2 separate regions of the Zea mays genome follow, and region 1 is linked to region 2. The links are chromatin contacts, called in public Hi-C maps. All regions are on one chromosome and are shown on one strand. The core of a region is the stretch at or near the end of the contact, and the rest is flanking DNA. Distances in the headings are between cores, read along the strand shown.

The links. Hi-C and Micro-C count contacts between places; a contact is called where the count stands out from the background.
Region 1: a contact with region 2 is called in a Hi-C map of ear, with 2.9 times the contacts expected there. The contact joins the promoter of LOC103637730 here to the promoter of LOC103644834 in region 2. A contact is called at or near these places in 2 of 25 Hi-C or Micro-C datasets (ear and tassel).

Annotation. Positions count from the first base shown.
Region 1 is chr1:105,258,059-105,264,192 of Zm-B73-REFERENCE-NAM-5.0, reverse strand. It overlaps LOC103637730 (lysine-specific demethylase JMJ706), which reads right to left and starts at 3,020. Exons shown (of 11, transcript XM_020546447.3): 1 at 2,335-3,020; 2 at 711-1,089; 3 at 447-603; 4 at 148-367; 5 at 2-55. The coding sequence starts at 2,337.
Region 2 is chr1:105,025,444-105,032,018 of Zm-B73-REFERENCE-NAM-5.0, reverse strand. LOC103644834 reads right to left here and starts at 4,735. Exons shown (of 5, transcript XM_020547165.1): 1 at 4,547-4,735; 2 at 3,862-4,449; 3 at 3,688-3,768; 4 at 3,451-3,602; 5 at 3,014-3,320. The coding sequence starts at 4,192. The coding sequence ends at 3,454. LOC103644833 reads left to right here and starts at 6,162. Exons shown (of 7, transcript XM_008667989.3): 1 at 6,162-6,485. The coding sequence starts at 6,411.

The DNA.
Region 1 (6,134 bases), core at 1,771-4,270, 230 kb before region 2:
CTGGAATTGGCGTCTGAAGAAGTCTTAGAACAGAATTGGGGAGCCATGAAAAATTCTACAGACATGCAAAAGAACATCAATAATGGCCATGTAGTAAATACAATACACAACCACACATGCATGGCCGATCAAAGAAAGAATATTCACCTTGAGGTTCCAGTTGCTTTTCCCAAGTTGATCATGAGGAGATGAAGAGAAGGCACTCCCATCAACGTCACAAGCATATTCTACGAAATCCATTTTGCCAAAAGCAATTTCACGCCAGAACTCCTCCTCCACATACCTAGCTGGGAGACAACTAGAGCTGGAATATTTCTTAGAGAACACTTTGTTCGCCATTTTCTCATAGTCCCGGAAGGTGTACTTTCTGCAGAGTCATGCCAAAAATGATGAAGTTCAGAACATGAGCTAAAGCAATAATGAAAATAGACAAACAGTGGGCATACCTTCCACTCATGAAGAAAGTGACTGTATCATCCTCAGCCCATTCAGCGAGTCGAAGGGGCTGAACTCTAGTCATGAACTTAAAATTGGGATGTTCCTTCATCAGCACAACACCGGCAGGAACAGACGCACATACAGGAGAGACGATTTTACAAATACCTGAAATATAAGTAACAGTCATAGTTATTCAAAATGTCTAGCAAGACCATTGGACCAATGAGTGAAAAATGATCATATACATATTTTGCTAAATAAAGCAACTGTACCATATTTAGCAGCCTCAGGTGAAATCTTCTGTATATATGCAATGGGATCCTCAAATTCCTCCTTGGTGGGACAATACACAGGGCACTCTGGAATCTTGTCTATCCACTCAAGGTTGGACATATCAAACTTCTCCACCTTGCGCTTTGCAAAAGGACTCTTGTCATGGACATTTCCAGGTAAACCTGTACTGTTGTTGGAATGCAATCTGACTCCACAGTTAGCGGGGCTCCGCAAGGCATCACCGCCACTTCTCGCAGCCACAGCAGGATTGTCGCCAGCTTCGTTCTGAGCACTCAAACGCACTCTCTCGAGCCTCCTCCGCTTCAGGGTCTCGAGGCCGTTCCTGACCTCTGCAGGGAGATAGCTCCTACCCTCCACCTAAGGCGTAGGTAAACTAGTCAATTTTGCAGTCAAACAAAACTATCATTTACTGCAGTTCGGTATTACAAGTAGACATTGACCAACAGAGACAGCAGACTGAAACAGCACCAATTGTTTGGATACCACAGATTGGTCTTATGTAGTACCAAAAGAGCAGTAACTCGGCAACCAAGTCAAGAAAGCTGTAGGTACCGAAACCAAACACGGCACGTTGATATTCCTGGGGTTGTTTCCCTACCACGCCCATAGTCACAATCAGTTTGCAATATGATTTTTAGCAGCCACGCGCTCTAGCTTGTATAATCAATCAATTATCCATAACAGTGCAAGATGCTTAGCGATAATAGCAGTAACAAATAAAACATGATTAAGTCATCAACTAAACTTTCCTCGGAACTAGAACTAAGAGGTATCAGCGTAATGAGAACGCATAAAAAATGGCGTGTACCCCTACTCCGCGAAGAAAGAAAAGAAGAGAAATCTTCCTAGCAGACCGCAGACGCGGTCAAAGTAGGCAATTACGCACATGCGTGACGACCATGGTGGTGAAGCCGAAGGAGAAGGAATTTGTGGAAAAAGGGCGGTGGAGGTGGCGCACAAAAACGCTCACACGTCAAGAATCGGACAACGAACCGTAACTTGACTTGTACTAGCGGTTCGGCAGGAGTATCTCTGCAACCTCATATATACTACCAGCACAAAACGAAAACGAGGCGAAAACAAGCACCCTAGCGGTGAAAACCAATAGCCGTATGGGAGAGGGGGAACGTGGCCCTAATTCCTAATAGGGACCGGATTTGACGAGTTTTCCCTGACGGATAAAAAAAGGACTCCTACTTTTCCTGCATTGACGGAGCAGAAATTCATCAGGAGGCGGCAAACTGACGAAATTAACGAGTTGGGTAGGAAAAAGCTGGCACGTACAAGAAGCAATCCACGGCTGTCTAGGGAGGTTTTCTGCCGAATTGTTGCAATTGGAAGCAAAATCCACGGGTTGGGCCGTTAATCAATTAATGAAATCTAGATATAAGAGAATCTAATTCCGTTTGGTTTTTGGCGTTAAAACAGGCGAAAACAGAGGAAGACGGGGGGACGAGGAATCAAACAGTAACCACTAACCAGGCGATACGATACTACTAGTAGTAGTGTTGGTGGTGATTAATTGCCGCGGCGACTGGAGGAAAAAGCGCGCGAGTGGAGGAGGAAATTGACGCAGATCTACAGGAGGGGGGGAGGATTCACCATGTCGCGTTCGCGTCGCAGGGCGGTGGGTCGGAGAAGCCTCTAGAGAAATCCCCGGCGGCACAGGTCCCACATTCACCTCCGGAGGTCCCCCCGGCGCGCGGGAGAGGCCGGGGATCCGAGGCAGGCGGTCTCCTCCTGTTCCTCTCACTCTCCCTCTCTCTCCTTGGGGTCGGTTGGTTTCGCGCGCGACGCCGGCCGGACAGAGGCGGTGGGGAGGGCCAGGCCAGCAATGGGAGCACCGGGCAGTGGGCCCCACCGGCGGTGGCCGGCGACCACCCGCGGGGGGAAGGGGGAGGAGGCGGAAGGAGAGATGAGGGGTGGAGTAAACGGGACGGGACGGGACGGAACGGGGGAGACGCGGGTGGTGGTTACTTTTATGGGGGGTGGGGAGGAGGGAGGTTCGGTTGGAGCAACCGAAGACGAACGACATGGACAAGAACAGGGGGGGCGTTTTGGGGAAAACGCAGCCGAGCCAACCAACCGAACCGGAAAAGGGGGGCAACTGGGCTGAGAGGCCGTCGCCACTCGCCCGTGTGTGTGTGTGAGAGAGAGAAGGCGAGCGAGACGCGGATGGGCTGGTTGTGCTTGGGTACTACCGCCCGACCGCCCGCCCCGTGGCCTCCTTTCCGCGCTCGCTCTTCTTTTCTCCTCTCGCTTGTGTTGTGTCGTGTCGTGTGTTGGTTGTCGTGCGAGCCCCGTCCGTCCGCCTCGTTCCCGTGGCCGCGCCCGCGGGATGGACGACCACGGCCCACGGGGGGTGAGAATTCAGAGGTGGTTCCACCAAACGCCCACCGCTAACGGAACCGCGTCGTTCATTTGCACACCCTCCAGCCGAAGAGAAGACAGCAGAGCAACCGCTCTGCATTTGTTTCTCGTCCCCCGTTGCCAGGGTGGTTGCGTTTAACTAACTGCTCATTTGACCCAGAGAGAGAGAGAGGAGAGAGAGGCGCGGATGAAGCACGGCTGCCACCTCCCTGCATGTGCATCAGTTTTTACAGCCTATCCTATCCACCTGGCCACGCCACCGGGTAGGCACGACCCTACACTGCTTTTGCTCTAGAGAAGTCTCCGCAGCAGTAGTACTGCTGGCTCTGACCATTTTGCTCCGTGCACACACACTGATCCCTCCTTCCGATAACATCCCAACGCAGGACACAGTTGTGCTAGTACCGGCCGTAGGCTTTACCTGGTTTTTTTAATGGCTCAGTGTTTGTTTAAATGAGTGGTCTCTAGGGGATAAGTCTACCTATTCACGACTTTTAATACATATTTTCTTTCCATACAAATTGAACTTTTTCGTTCCACAAAGTTTATACAAAAATAATCCAAATACTTATGATCCAAATAAACACATTATGAATTTATATTTTATGGTGTGTCTATAGTGGTAATTTGGTGCCATAGATCTTGCACTTTTCATGAATTCAATCAAACTTTAAAAATAATTTAAAACAACTTTAGGTATTGATTTGCTTTACGGATAAGGAGTACTGATTGGCAAGAAATCAATTATTAATATCTATAATTAATATATATATATATATATATATATATATAATTACCAGGTTGTTATTTATACCTGCCGTCATCGTTTGACAGGATAGTACCCTCATATTTAGGTTTGACGGGGTTTTGGTTCTATCGCAATATCATCACAAAATAGCTGATGGGCCTCTGCCCGGGTAACCTGGTAGTATCCCATGGCGGAGCACAGAAAAAACACATGGTATAGCTGATGGGCCTCTAGGTCCTGCGTAGGCAAGTTCTCATCCGTGGGCATGCCTGCGGCAAGCATCGAAAGGTGGAACAAGCGTTTATGAAATGATACTCTTTGTAATCAAAAATATCATGAATCTCCTACCTCAATCCCTCATAGAACCTAACGATTTGGTCCTTCGGATCCTCAACTACCCCACCTCACAACATACCTTTCTGAAGTTCTTGGTAGTATTCCTGCACATACATGTCTCCCTGATCTAAGTGTTGCAATATTTTTCGAAGATCACATCTATAAGAAGGAGAAACAAAGCGAGTCACATCTCCTATTTTTAACACATTCCATGTTTGTGGTGCAGCACGTGCGTTAACAAGTTCATTCCACCAAATGATAGCAAAATTTTTAAACTCACTAGTGGTTTGTTAACCCTATTTCGTTCAGAAACAAGATGGGAATTAAATTTTTGTTATACCTTCATCTCCCAGTCTAAATAGGCTTCAACATCATAAGAACCAATGAACGAACGAATAGAGAACTTAATCTTAGCATATGGATCATTGTCTAATTTAGGATTATGATGACGACGTCTACTATTACCTCTCGTACCTTATCGATTACGTGCGAGGGGTCGTCGTAGCGGTGCATCAACATCATCGTTGTCCTCCTCCTCCACAGGAGACATCACTACATCACCAGCAGATGGAGCTTGTGGTGGGGGACGAGCCTCCAACATGTCGATGCATATTCTTTGGTATTGTCATTGTTAGTACAAAACAGAGACAAAAGGCAACAAACAAACAATATGAACCCCACAATTCTACTCTCAGGTGTGGTGGTGGAACACAAGTTATGAAAGCGTCTTACCCTGCTCTTACAAGGTTCTTACCATCACTACAGGTGGCAAACGGTGGCCGGTGTGACTGCCCAAAGACCGTGGGTGTGATTGCAAAGGATTGCCTGTTCTGCTCGAGAGAAAAGGTGGAGCTTTCGGAAGGCCCACTAAATAAATATATGTGGCACACAAGTCAGTAACAGAGAGCAGTGTTGAATAAGTGTTCCAAGTACTCGTCCTAGTTGCTGGCCTAAAATGTATTAGAACAGTTGGACCAAGGCACCCAAAGGTGGTAGGAAGGGTCTAGGTACAACAAGGAAATAAGTTGGGAGCAAAACAAATAGAGAGGTGCACAGATCAAAGGCATTTTTGCTTATGTGCTACACTTTTTCTTTTTTCCCTTTTTGCTTATGTGCTACACTTTTTCTTTTTTCCCTAATTTTTGCTCTATCGTTATTTTTTTGTGATTTTTATTTTTTCAAATATTTTTTATTATTTTCCCCTTTTATAGAAGCACATAAGGAACACACCAAGTTTCATATTTTTTGTGCAAAGACGCGTCCTCTGGAATTTCTGCAAGTTTGCCCTAAAATTGGAATAAATGTTCGAAAAATGAGATCTCGTACTTCCAAGCCGAATTTGGTGATTTTAAAAACGACGAATCCAAAGAAATAGGAAAGAATCGGATGCGAAAGTTAATTCTGTGCAATTTGAAAAAATGGGCCCGATTCGAGTTCTGAGGCGAAAGTTATGGACGTTTTAAGTTTGGACTCCGAATCAGGGTTTTTGGTGAGACGCTGGAAGGGTGGGGTTGGTTATGTGGGTATGGTCGGTTTGGGTGATTGGATTGGTTTATCGAGATTGAGTTTGTAAAATGATAGTGGATGGTGATGATGAAACTGACCAATAAAAACCTAAACTAGCAACCTAATTAGGGTTGTTGGCGAGGCAAATGAAGGGTGAATGGGGTCAGTTTTGTGGATAGGTGTCACACCCAGATTTAGGGGGGCCAAACCCGGGTGTGTGTCAAATGTGTGCTAGGATGAAGTATCACACATATGATGACTCATGGTACAGAAATGAATGTCACATCTTTAATATATAATGGAGATCTGTACAAAATAGTTAAATAAATACATCATACGAAGACAACGATCTAGCAACCATAGTTGACTGGGAGACGACGGCCTAGAACTTCCAGGAATTCATCGCAACATCCTTCATGCCCCTCATCTTGTAGTACATGTC
Region 2 (6,575 bases), core at 3,486-5,985:
CCGGACAGTCCGGTGTACACCGGACATGTCCGGTGAATTATAGCGGAGCAGCCGAAGCGAATTCCCGAGGCTGGCGAGTTCCTGAGGCCGCTCTTCCTTGGAGCACCGGACACTGTCTGGTGTACACCGGACATTCCGGTGAATTATAGCGGAGTCGCCTCTGGAATTTCCCGAAGGTGACGAGTTTGAGTTGGAGTCCTCTGGTACACCGGACATGTCCGGTGGTGCACCGGACATGTCCGGTGGTGCACCGGACATGTCCGGTGGTACACCGGACAGTCCTGTGCGCCAGACCAGAGGTGCCTTCGGTTGCCCCTTTGCTCTTTTGTTGAACCCAATACTTGGTCTTTTTATTGGCTAAGTGTGAACCTTTGGCGCCTGTATAACTTGTACACTAGAGCAAACTAGTTAGTCCAATTATTTGTGTTGGGCAATTCAACCACCAAAATTAATTAGGGACTAGGTGTAAGCCTAATTCCCTTTCAATAATTTAAATGGATTTTGTTTGTATGAACTTTTGAAGTTTAAGCATAAGCTATGAGAGGAAGTCCATATCCGTAGCAATATACCATGAAGAGTACGTATGAAATTTGAGCTCAGGTATATGACAAGTTAAGGTTGTTTTTGCAAAGATGTTAAGTGAATAGACAAAACAAGATTTTGTGACATGTTATGGAATTAAAAATTAGCCATGCCACCATCTATGCATATGTATTGAATTCAATCATGTATCAAAAATGCATAATTGTTTAAAGAGCATCTTGTATGTATCAAAATGTCAAAGCATTAATATCAAATGTATTAGAGAACATCAACCACATCAAACTATATAAGAGAATAATACCAAATATGTCAAATCACATAAAACTATATCCATATTATACATATCAAAAGACATATGGCTAGCTACATGTTGGAACCTGCCCTTCAAGATAGGTAGATCCAACGGGAAATAAGGGAAAGAGTTTGTAACGCTAACACGAGATGTCAAAAGCCACGATAATCTCCTCCGCGCTCTGGCACAGAACGGTGGTATTTATAGGTACTCGAGGGGTTGCCCGTCCCTGTCAAAGACATTTAGACCCTCGATTACCTAGTTTATCTCTGTAATATTCCCACGAGGGGAGGTTACAACGAGTCATTACGATATACTTTATTACAGACACGGCCCGACCCACACCGCTCACGCGGGGCCCTGCCACATGGGCCGAAGTGTACATGGGCCTCTCCCTGCCCTGAGGGAGGAGGTCTTATGGTCTTCGCGGGGCCTTCATTTTGTCTCACCGAAGCGAAGGGGGCCGAACAGGCCTCCACATGGGCAGCGCCCTTGGTCTGTCTGGCGGGTCCTGCGGATGCGGTCTTCGTTCGTGCAGCGCGAAGTAGAAGTCGTCGAGCGAAGGGTGGCGTGTTCGCCTTCGCCCCAACACTACATCAAAGCATCAAAAGGTCATAAAGAACCAAATGCCCTGGAGCATATATATATTACAAAACAGAAAAACAAGTATTAGAGCACATAACAAGTATTAGAATACATAAAGTCATAAAACCAAATTGTATCAAACTCATAGTACCCATCCTTCTGTCATTGCAAAAATTATTGTGTTGTTCCTCTATTATTTTGGGTGTTAGCTTTTTGTTGTGTTAAGGATTGGACATATTTTGGGTGTGTTAATACTTTATTTATTGTCTGCACGTGGTTTGTATTCTTTTTATGATTTGGTTTGTATTCTTTTTATGATGACTCATGGATCCTGCAAAATATGTGTTAGGATTTAGAGATCCATGCGAGCACTACCACAAGGTGCTCGTCCCTTGGTGTTTTTGGCTCTTACATGCATTAGGTCGTTTCTGAGACCACATTGACGCAATGAACTCCATGGTGTTTGAGGTTGCTGAATTGGATGGAGCAACAATGATTTGTCATGCTCACAGTAAAAATAAATGTTATTTGTTGGTTTTAAATGTTAGTAGTTGATAAGAAGTACCATAATTTGTATGGAGCGCATTTAGTTTTTATTAATGCCTGACTTTAGCAACCACTACATATTTTGATCTATCTTTTTTATAAGTTTGAATTCATGTGTCTTATTTTAAAAACTTGAGCTGACAAACTTCATCTTATTTATTCTCTGTATGATGGAATTATATCATTCTATAATCTCTGTTTATTCAGTCAGTCGTTGTGAATTCTCTTCTAATCGATCCTTTCATTTACCGTGTTGTATCAAGACATATTAGATAGAGTAAACAACAACATCTGTTAGTCGAATCAAAAAAATATTACGCGGAGAGCGGAGACAATCAATAAAAAATCTTAAGATCTTTTTAATAAATAATTTACGTGAGTATTATTTTGAGCCATCGCAACGCACAGCTAACCGACTGTTAGAAACTTATTCGAGGGACCAAGTGAGCTCGAGATGGAACCTGATTGTTACGGCCAGTCGATCGGTGGCGTTTCAAGGGATGAGCTGGGCCTGTGAAAAGAGAGAGAGGACTGCGTACGAGGAAGTGGGCTGGAAGCTCGTGGGAGAACAAGAAGGGTTTGTTCATTGGGTCCACGCAGATTCAGCCCAATGATAAATCTTATGGGCTGCGAACTGAATGAAGGAATTTTTCAGGCCTTTCGGACCCAATTCAAAATTCCGCAAACTTCAGGTTTGAAAATAGAAGTTTACGTCCTAATTGGCAGAGTTCCATAACTCCTCGATTGATGAATCAGGCTCTACCTTTTCGATTCTTTTGTGAGGCGATCCCAGGTGATTCTGGTGGGGGTTAGGCTGAGGATCAAGTGAAAATGAGCGGCATTACATTGGTGAAAAGTGAACAGGGTGCGGTTAGAAGAGCATCGTTTATTTAGCTCGCAACTCCTGAGCAGGGTTAACAGTTTCGGAAAGGAAAAAAATTCGGCACCCACCGAAATGGGGGAAATTTCGGAAATTTCAGAAATTTCAAGCCAAATTCAAATGAATTCGAAAATTTTAAAAAATTTTGCCAGAACTTCCCTGTAACTTATGTCTAATACATCTGACATCACAATTGCACATATATAAGATAAAAATATGACTAAGTATCACAACTTACAACATTCATGGCACATTGGCATCAAACCACAAACCACCTAGTGTCCAAATATGATAAGTGCATATAGCATAGTTTATCAAAATAATAGAAATTCAAAATAGTACATTTTCAAGCACATGTCATCAACAAAAGCACTTGAAAATCAATTCATGCTTTCCAAAATAAGAATCTCCAACAAAAGTGATAATGTTATCCAAAAGTGTGTCATGTTCCGGTGGTCATTTCTCTTCCACATCCTACACAACAAATACAAGAATTTTAGGAAGATGCATCCATTCACTCACGCACAAGCATTTTGTATATATGGAGTGTTTTTACTACCATAGCACAAGCTGGACACATGAACACCAAAGTTCATGAGCTTACCTTTTATAGATCATAAACGCTCTTGTGTGTTGGCTTTCTTTTTCTAGTTGATCTTGGACGAATATGGGTCGATTGTGGAAGACTAGGCACTGCCCTAGTAGGAGCAGACGCACTGGCACCAAGGGCGCCCCCTCTACTACCACTACCTCCGCCTACAATAAAACATTGTAAATAAACTTGCATGCTGACAAATAATTATAACAGTTGGTAGTTGGTACTAATTGAAATCACCATTACCTTCAGTACAATCTGATTTGTTCTTGCCGACATCACTACCTGATTTATCTTCCAAGCAATCAACCCCGCCTGAGTTGTTTCCTAACACATGACCACCACATATGAAACAGATCAGGTTTCAAACAAAATATTAGCATGGAGATAAAATGAATCACAATAAAATCTCACAATTACCTTCATCATCAGAACAAATATCCCATGGCTCATCATACAATGGACTACCATGTGGAGATTCTGACTCATAGTCATCTTCAAACTCTTCTTCCTCATCTAATTGACTCATTGGTTTCTTCCCTCTGCTATTTTTATCAAAACCAAGATTCCTTTTGAATGCAGCCACATCTGATTTACTCATTTGCAGTTCTTCAATGAGAAAACTGCCAGGTGCATCCCAATCATCATTGTCATCATCATATTCATCAAGGAGTGGTCTAGACTCAGATCTAGAGTTGCTGAACCACTCTAAGATTGGATTATTTTCATCAAAAAGAACAACATCCATCATCACACTATATGGATCTATCTCCTTTTCTTGGGGGTTGTCAAGTTCAAATTGTTGGATGAGAAGCTTTAAGTTATAATGGACATAAACTAACCTATCTAGCTTCTCATAGCCTAAGCGATTTCTCAACTTAGTATGGACTAGAGCAAACGTACTCCAGTTACGCTCACAACCACTAGATGAACAACATTGTGAAACAATTTTAATAGCAATTTTCTGTAATTCTTTGCATTGCCCTCCGTATGAAGTCCACCAATCAGCTACAATGAATAAAACAACATAAATATCAACGAAAGTTGTAAATAGCAATCAACTATAATGATAGAAGTTGATTTGGACAAGAAAAGGATACTTTACCAGGATTAGCATCAACACGAAGTGCCGAGGATCGAGCCTCTAGTGATCCAAATAACTTCTCTTTTTTGCTGAATGTTCTTGTAAATTGATCAATTGCAATTGATGCTTCTATAGGTGAGTCTGCCAGCTTCTTGATTGCCAATGTTACAGCCAATATAGCACTATGGTGGGGTGGTATTGCTTGTCCCAGTGCTACTTCTACCTAAAGGTGGGCTATTGACAGATGTCCTTTGATCCAACAATGATTCCCTTAATGCCCACGCCATCTGTCCAGCTTCATCCCTAGGTATTTGTTCTCTTCTAGCATCACTATATGCTAAATCCATAATTGCCTTGTCCACAAAGAGTTTATGCTCTTTAGAATCTGCCCTCCTTTTTTTCCCTCTTGCATAGTCATTCAACATTACCTCCCTCACACGCTTTGGTACATTCAGGCATGACTTGCCATCTCCTGACAAACCAGCTAGATGGCATCTTAGACGGGTCTTACCTCCACTCTCCTTAGCACAACCGCAATAAGCACACTTGAATCCTTGTTTCTTCCACTTCTCACCATGACTCCATGGGTCATCAATAGAACCTTGTAGTTGTTTGCGAGTTCCTAGTAATATAAAAATAAACGACGTAAAGCAATAAACAAAGTTATGTGGCATGAAATTAATAATGTAATTCGGCATATGACTTTCCACTAGAAAACTAAAACTTCTATTGACATTTTACATGTGAGAACTCAATAGTGCTAATCTAATGCTAGAAAGCCTTACCATCGGTAGTAACCACCCATTCATAGGCTGCAGCAGATGATTCACCAATACATGGCTCTTTTCCCTTGCCCTCTACACTGCCTCCTTCCATCACAATCAAAACTATAAACAAGGCATTTCCATCAAAACCAAAACTTAAGCAAGACACTTTTAATTGTGTAGCTAACTATATTATTAAAACAAGTTATTTTCAATTTTGCAGCCGGACCTGGAGGTGAAGCAGTGGACGTAGTCACGCAGCAGATGCAGATGCAACGCAAGAGGGAGCACACGGGGAGATAGAGCAGAGGAGCGCGACGGTGGAGGGAAAGAGCAGAGGGGAGCAGAGGAGAGCGCGGGGGGAGAGAGCAGAGGAGCGTCGAGCGCGTCGCTGCCTCGCTGGTGAGTGGTGACAGAGCGGCAAGCGAGCAGGGAGCTGGTCACTGAGCGGCAAGCGGGCAGCGAGCGAGCAGCGGCAAGCGGACAGCGAGCGGGCAGCGAGCAGCGGCAAGCGGCCAGGGGAGAAGCGGGCGAGGTGGCGAGCAGAGGGAGAAGCGAGTGAGCAGCGGCAAGCGGCCAGGGGAGAAGCGAGCAGCGGCGAGCGAGACGGCGAGCAGAGGGAGAAGCGAGTGAGCAGCCGGGGAGAAGCGGGCGAACGGCGAGCGGCGAGCGGCGAGCGGGCACGCCGAGCAGCGCGCGAGCCGCGACGGCGCTAGCGCGCGAGACGGCGAGCGGGCGAGGTTGCGAGCTCGGCCGAGCAGAGGGGCCGCCGGCCGCCGCAGAGCCGCAGCCGTGACCGTGAGAGCCGCCGCCGCAGCAAATCGGGTGGGAGTGGGATGGGAAAGGTGGCTGGGAGGGAGAATGAGTTCGATTTAGGCCTCGTTCGTTTCTAGAGTATCAGCCCATTCCAGGCCTTGTTCCGGGTGGAACAAATGGGCCTGGTTTGGAATTTGATAGAACTTATTTCTATTGTTCGTTTCGGCCCGAATTGAAATGGAAACTGGCCCGGATTAAAATTTTCCTTCACCTTACGGCCCGGAACCAACCCTTGTGTGGTAACGTCCGGATCGAAGCCTGGCTCCACGCGACCGACGCAGCGGCGGCTCCACGCGACCGGCGCGATGGCGGCTTTGACGCGACCGGCACGGCGGCGGCGCACAGCCCCGACAACGACCCTCCCCGCTGCCTTCTCCACGGTGAGGATCTGCCTTCCCTCTCCTATCCTCTGCTCTCTCTGCCCCAAACTCTCGCCCTCGATCTCGCTCCTCTCCGCTCTCGCACCGCGT